Linked DNA regions of Bombyx mori: region 2 is linked to region 1. The links are chromatin contacts, called in public Hi-C maps. All regions are on one chromosome and are shown on one strand. The core of a region is the stretch at or near the end of the contact, and the rest is flanking DNA. Distances in the headings are between cores, read along the strand shown. Region 1 holds the start of LOC101741792 (SWI/SNF-related matrix-associated actin-dependent regulator of chromatin subfamily E member 1). Region 2 has its middle 30 kb from the start of LOC134200099.

Region 1 (3,422 bases), core at 306-2,805:
ACTAACAATAAACAATCTATTTGATAAAATACTATAACTATTGCCATTAATATTTTATTAAAAAAATCTAAACGTAATTAGCACTGCTATCATTACATTAGCTTATTACTAACTTATTTCTTACTAATTTATAATTTAAAATATACAGTGTAATGTGTTGATTGCCATCTTGTCCCTCCATTATTTTGCTGCAAGAAAACTCACAGCATATCAATGTAAATATGAAGAGGTCTCAGGAAACATTTAAATCAGATCAGACTTAAATTAAGAGAAAATCCAACAAAGTTTATATAAAAGGAAACATTTTTAAAAGATTAGTATTATCTAGTTTTTAAATAAAATTAGCTGTTTAGAACATATCATTACAAATTCAATGGCAGTCAACATTCACTACATTAATAATATTTAAAATTTAATAAAATATATATTTAAATTTTTTGTGATTATAGTTGGTAATACAAACGCGGATTGCTCTGAGGACTGGGCATTGACATCGAAGTGTTTTGTTTGTAATTGTTTTGTGTAGCCATTGGCACACCTGAAACCAAATTTTGAATTTATTCCAAAACAAGCATATTTATTGGCTTATCATTCTTTATTTTTTGTACTCATAGTTTATGAGCTAGTGTCATAGTCATATTATACATTTTATAAAACAAGTCTCACACCATTACAAACTCAATACTGGTGAAACTACTTCACAAGCACTTCTTGTTCAAATTTTTGGGATGTATATAATTACAGAAAGAACACCAGCTGTATAATGGGGATTATTTAAAAAATGTATTGCAGTTATGGCAATTTAATTTCAATCCCCTCGTTTGCATTTTATTAAGTTTCATTTAATGATTTCTAGTCTACATAAGGTGTTTGGGAAAACAAACAAAAATATATCCTTAATCTGTACTTAATACTTTTAATTAAAATGTTATAGGTGGAAATCACAAAACTGAAAAAAACAAGAGACGACGTCGATATTGAAAGTCAGTTCTTTTTTATTCGCTTCATTTTATAACCACTTTGTTGAAGGGAGGCTGAATGACTAATATTACAAATGATTAAATTGGAGTCTTATTTGGATAGGCTAATATAAAGAGGCTATGATCACGCTGTGTTTGCATTGTTAAACATCTTAATGAAAATGCCAACAGTACGGATGTATTTGAATTTAAAGATAACTTAAAATGTTTAATTTTTTTGAATGAAATTGCTTGGAAATAATGCAACAATTATTTTGTAAGTCTGTTTACTTTTTTGTTGTAATACGAACAAATCCGCTATCAAGATACATTGTTTATAAAAATAAAGTTTTATGCAACCATATTACTTACTTACTTATTTAGTAAAAACCAAAGAGTAAAGTAAGTTAAAACTTAATAAATGATGTATCGTACTACCTTATCGCTTTTATTGAAAGTTCAAGCTTGGTTTAATTTTTAAAAGGCTCGATAATGGCAACGCGTCTTTTTCATTAAAATACTAACGGGCCTATTTCAATCTCCATCTTTCATTCCATTTTTAATTTAATTGAACCAAATGACAATTGACGTTGTCAACGTAGATTAGAGTAGAGCAATTTATGGTATCAAATGTAACACATAGTTTTGTTAGTCGATTATTAAATTGTACGTTCATTCTAAGGTCGTTTTAAAATGTTGATTTTGGATCTCTTCGCGTTTAATTGTGTAAAAATTGTGATTTGTTAACTATTTGGCATTAGTGAAAGTGTATGTACAAATGTGGGAAAATTAAACACAAGCCACCGAACGTGGCATCTCTGGTTTTTCGAAAAAATCCACCGAACTTTCAGTAAATAACCACTATTTTGCTGCTCGTGGGTTGTTAGGTCTCTTTGGAGGCGCTCGGGCAGTTGTTAGCAAATCCTGGCTGAGTGTTTGCTCGCCGATCTGTCCTGGCGAAATTGAAAAGGCCTCCGGGCCACCAGTAATCTCTCAATCCTAAAAAAACTGTATTTTACGGAGACTTTACTTTTTTTTATCCCATTTCATGTCGTCTCTTTTAATTTCATCCCAATTGATTGAAGACTCAAATTAATGAAGTTAATCTCATATCGCACAGCATTTTTCATATAACGGAATAATAGAAGCTTTTATATACTCTGTATGTAGAAATCTTTTAAATTAAACTAAGATAAAAGAGAATGTAACTATTGGCCATAAATAAACATTAAGAAAACAAATGTCAGATTTAAAAAAAAAAGAAGAAGAAGAAAGAAGCTGGTTTGGAAGATAAAATGCCAACACAACGATACACGATAAAGGGGGTAATCGGATCGCGTTGTTGTTATGAAAAAACGTTACATTGTCTTCTTTTTTTTTACTTGCAAATAACGCCCTTGATGATTATTGTTGCTATCGTCACACACAATTTACATTAGAGCAATACCTACGCTAATGGTAAATACATAAAGATAATAACTGCTAGAATGCAGTTAGTTTCTTCAAAGCGCACTGAACAAATTTTTAAATTAATTTATTAAAAAATTAAATGTTATTTAAGTCACACCAAAATACATTATAAATACATGCAATGGTCATATAAACTCATTCACAACGAAGGGCTGTTTTGACTATGGGCGGAGTGCAAGTGAGCATTCATGGATTCGATAAAAGCTATCTAGCATATGAAGCTAGGGTACCTTTTAATATTATTCCGAGATAGGTGTGGCTTGACATTGCGAAATTAGTAGATGATAATAATGCTAATTGTCATGTTACCAGGTTTCATTGTTTGAGCCTATCTGTACATGTATAAACTAAGGCTACGTATTGTGTATGACTTATGTCTGCGGCTTTGGAAACAGAGTATTCAGATTCACTAGTGCGGGACAAACACGCTGATCGAGACTGTGGTTTTTTTTATTGCTTAGATGGGTGGACGACCTCACAGCCCAATTATATAATTGTGTACTATTGTTTTAATTCAGATGGTCCAACTCGGCTCTGTCTTCAGTTCTTCTTCGCTAGAGGCGGCGTACGAAGGGAAGCTGTTCCAACTCCATACAAATTTGATTTAATTTCTACGCGATCGAGCAGTTAAAACCCTCGCACTAAGCACACACGAGGTAGATCGTTGGCGACGTCCATCGATGGAAAACTGGTAACGATTTACATAATCTACATAAATCAATCGCTTTTTTAACGTTTCCATTATAAGACTAAATCTAAACGTATTTTAACTAAAAACTCGTTATTAAGATCCTAGAGGCTCCTTATTATCTAGAGGCTATTAAAGACATTTTCATCTTGAGTGAATTTAATCATGCAACATTGTTATAACTACTTTTACTGGTGGTAGGACCTCTTGTAAGTCCGTGCGGGTAGGTACCACCGCCCTGCCTATTTCTGCCGTGAAGCAGTAATGCGTTTCGGTTTGAAGGGTGGGGCAGCCGTTGTAACTAT
Region 2 (3,110 bases), core at 292-2,791, 52 kb after region 1:
AAGATTAAAACTCATTTGTCTATCATGGTTTTTAATTAATGACTATAGTGGTGGTCAAGACTCAATCAGTTAGTGGTTAATGACCTTGACTGCAGAGCACGGCTCAGTTCGAGTCGTGGACTTAGTGTTTTTTTTTGGCGTTCGGATGTCTAATTGTACTGGTTATTTATTATATTTGTCTAAGTGGTGACCATTTAATGTGCTCGTGGTCACTTTTTGGGAATAAGTGACCACGGTAGTGACACGGTAGGCAGCGGCTTGGCTCTGCCCCTGGCATTGCTGAAGTCCATGGGCGACGGTAACCACTGACCATCAGGTGGGCCGTATGCTCGTCTGCCTACAAGGGCAATAAAAAAAAAACATGCATTGAGTATGCATTGAGAAAGTAATGCTCTTGATATTTAGACTTTTACAATTGATCACGACACACAACACAGTTCTTAGGTTGACTACTAGTCCATTAGCCATTTCTATTTCATTCTACCCAACTTAGGCTCTGCATACGTTTACAATCTCTCATTGAAAAATTTACTAATGACCCGAATGCGACTATATTATTTATGTTTTTCTCAGTCACGAAAAAAATTCACACTTGGATTTCTGTAGACAGGTACACTGACCAGACAGGCCGTAATTTATATTTAGGTACACCACCGGAAAAAATGCCAAGAAAAATGGCGTCACTATTGATCGCTATATCGATTCTTATTTATCCAGTCAACATTGGAGTTCGTGATGAAATATTTGCACGGTTCGTTTATATTTTGTCAACAAATTATGTACGTTACTTAGAATTGATTTGGCATGACTCCAGATAAATATTGACCGCCCGAAAACAGTACTGCTGTCTGTTGAACCCGACTTATCCGAATACTACTAAATCGTTTTAATAATAGTATCATGTTTAAAAATATAGGATTAACGTCATCGTGTTTCAGTGGTAGCTTATGTGTCACTTGCTTCAGAGATAACGGTTTCGGGAGTGGTTATGTGACCATTATTTCTGTTTTTACGGTGTGGACGGAATCTGATGTTTACGAGTGCTTTTGAGCGGTTCGGCAATAATAGGCAAGAGACTGTGTATTCCCAAAAATCTTAGAGTGTGTTTTCAGAGATTTTTCGCCACGTATCATTAAGCTTTGAAATGAAGCGTCTTCACGTTGTTTCCTGATTGCTATGACGTGCCTTTCTTCAAACGAGGCTTACGGAAAGTACTCAGTGGTAGGGAGCGACTTGGCTGTACTTCTTTCTGATGTCCAATGAGCAACGGTAACCACAATTACAATGCATAGGGAATAAATAAAAAAACAGACGCGCAACATGCTGTACCAGATGTAAGAGTCACTTTTTACTATAATACTTTAGGCAAATTACTAGAAAAGACAGCGATGACTTTGAAATTGAATCGCCGGTGAGATCGATGGCGAAAGCTCACGAGGTCTCAGTCCGATAATTTGCCCCAGTCAGGTTCGCATCACACCCGGCGCATCAATACGCGATGCGTTGCATGTCACCAAGGATAGTGATCGGTGGCGCAAGATTATTTTTTACTAGATGAGTCATCTTCATATTTTGTTTACAGTTGAACAGAGTTGATAAGACCATGAGGAAGGCGTGCCGCTTGTCACTCATCTGTACTACGATTTTGGCAAGCTTGGTTTCCGCCAGTCTAGACTTTATTTACAATATGCGTTGCGACGCGAAGACCGCACGCACGGCTTTAGTTTGATTGTAGTAAAACTATTACAATTTACAAAGTGCATTTTTTTTATTGCTTGCATGGTTGGACGCGTTCACAGCCCAAGTGGTTACCAGAGCCCATAGACATCTACAACGTAAATGCGCCACCCACCTTAAGATATAAGTTCTATGGTCTCAGTATAGTTACAATGGCTGCCCTTCAAACCGAAACGCATTACTGCTTCACGGCAGAGATAGACGGGCTCGTGGTACCTACCCGTGCGGACTCACAAGAGGTACTACCACCAGGTCCAACTCTACAAAATCGTATCCAATTTATCATCAAATGCGCTGATAAGACTAATTTTAATGGCGATCATCATGTCGAGGTCCTAAATATTATGTACGAAATCAGAAATGTTCAGCGGACAATGATATTAACGTTAACTTTGAATCAATTTAAAAGTTATGACCACAGATTACATTTTGATGAACTGTATATGATTTGGTTGATATAGACGAGGGGGCGAATTACGATCTAGCAGTCTATTTAAGTCTCACCTTAATGCGGTCAACTGGTTTTCCAGTGTAGTGCAATGCCAAATTTAAGTTGCATCTGGAATTTAAACACTAATCACAAGGATAATAGCTTCTGTTACCTCATTATTTGCCTATTTGTATATACGAATGTTATTCTCGAGTTTAACATTTGCTTTGGTAATTAAATTGTTTGATAATCCTTGACGTAAGTGTTGACAAAACTATTTAAATAGCGGTGCTTTTCTAGTATTTAGCATAAGAAATGTTGAAAACGAATTAGCCAAACAAACACTGCACCTTTTCACCGTAACATCAATCATAGTAGCCGCGTCAATGTTTATTTGCTTATTTAAATGCGAATATCTTTTTTTCCTATCTATTCGATAGTAGACTTATTGGCTGGTAGGTTGGTTGCGTCCAATTTTCAAGCAATGGCTATTCCAGCTACACTCGGATGGGAGCTCGGCTCAACGGGTTCAACCTGAGAGAATTTGCTAACATTAGCCCTAGCAAGAGCGGTGCTTCGGAGAATCTACAACTGGATCAGAATCGCGACCCACTGAGTAGATCCGGAGAGAAAGTCAGTGGCACGAATATCCATATCACAATTCTGATATTCCTGTCCATATATGATTGAGGTCATCAAAGGATGTTTCCTTCCGTCACGTCGTTTGAATTATAATTGATGTATGTTTAATGGACAGAGCCGCCCAATACCTGGTGATAATGTAAGACAGGTTATATACTTGGCTCATACCTGTGTCGACGTATACAGAATTTTTAACGACACTTCTATGACATTCTACTTTTAATACCTTTTTTATTGATGCTCCTATCCTACCTTTGCTTCCTTGAATTCTGGTCAGATATTTTGTTAGAGTGTGTTTCAT

Evidence for each region. A called contact is a pair of places that touch in the nucleus more often than the background predicts.
Region 2: a Hi-C map of midgut shows a contact between it and region 1, with 1.6 times the contacts expected there. The contact joins the enhancer-like site here to the promoter of LOC101741792 in region 1. A contact is called at or near these places in 3 of 7 Hi-C or Micro-C datasets (midgut and whole pupa).

What each region holds. Positions count from the first base shown.
Region 1 is chr14:6,524,724-6,528,145 of ASM3026992v2, forward strand. It overlaps LOC101741792 (SWI/SNF-related matrix-associated actin-dependent regulator of chromatin subfamily E member 1), which reads right to left and starts at 1,556. Exons shown (of 13, transcript XM_062672067.1): 1 at 1,398-1,556; 2 at 464-538. The coding sequence starts at 530.
Region 2 is chr14:6,576,785-6,579,894 of ASM3026992v2, forward strand. No RefSeq gene overlaps it. Among protein-coding and RNA genes, the nearest start is that of LOC134200099, 30 kb to the left of the region's middle. Within about 2 kb of position 1,542, at least 3 of the 8 cell types and tissues checked have open chromatin away from gene starts, as enhancers often do.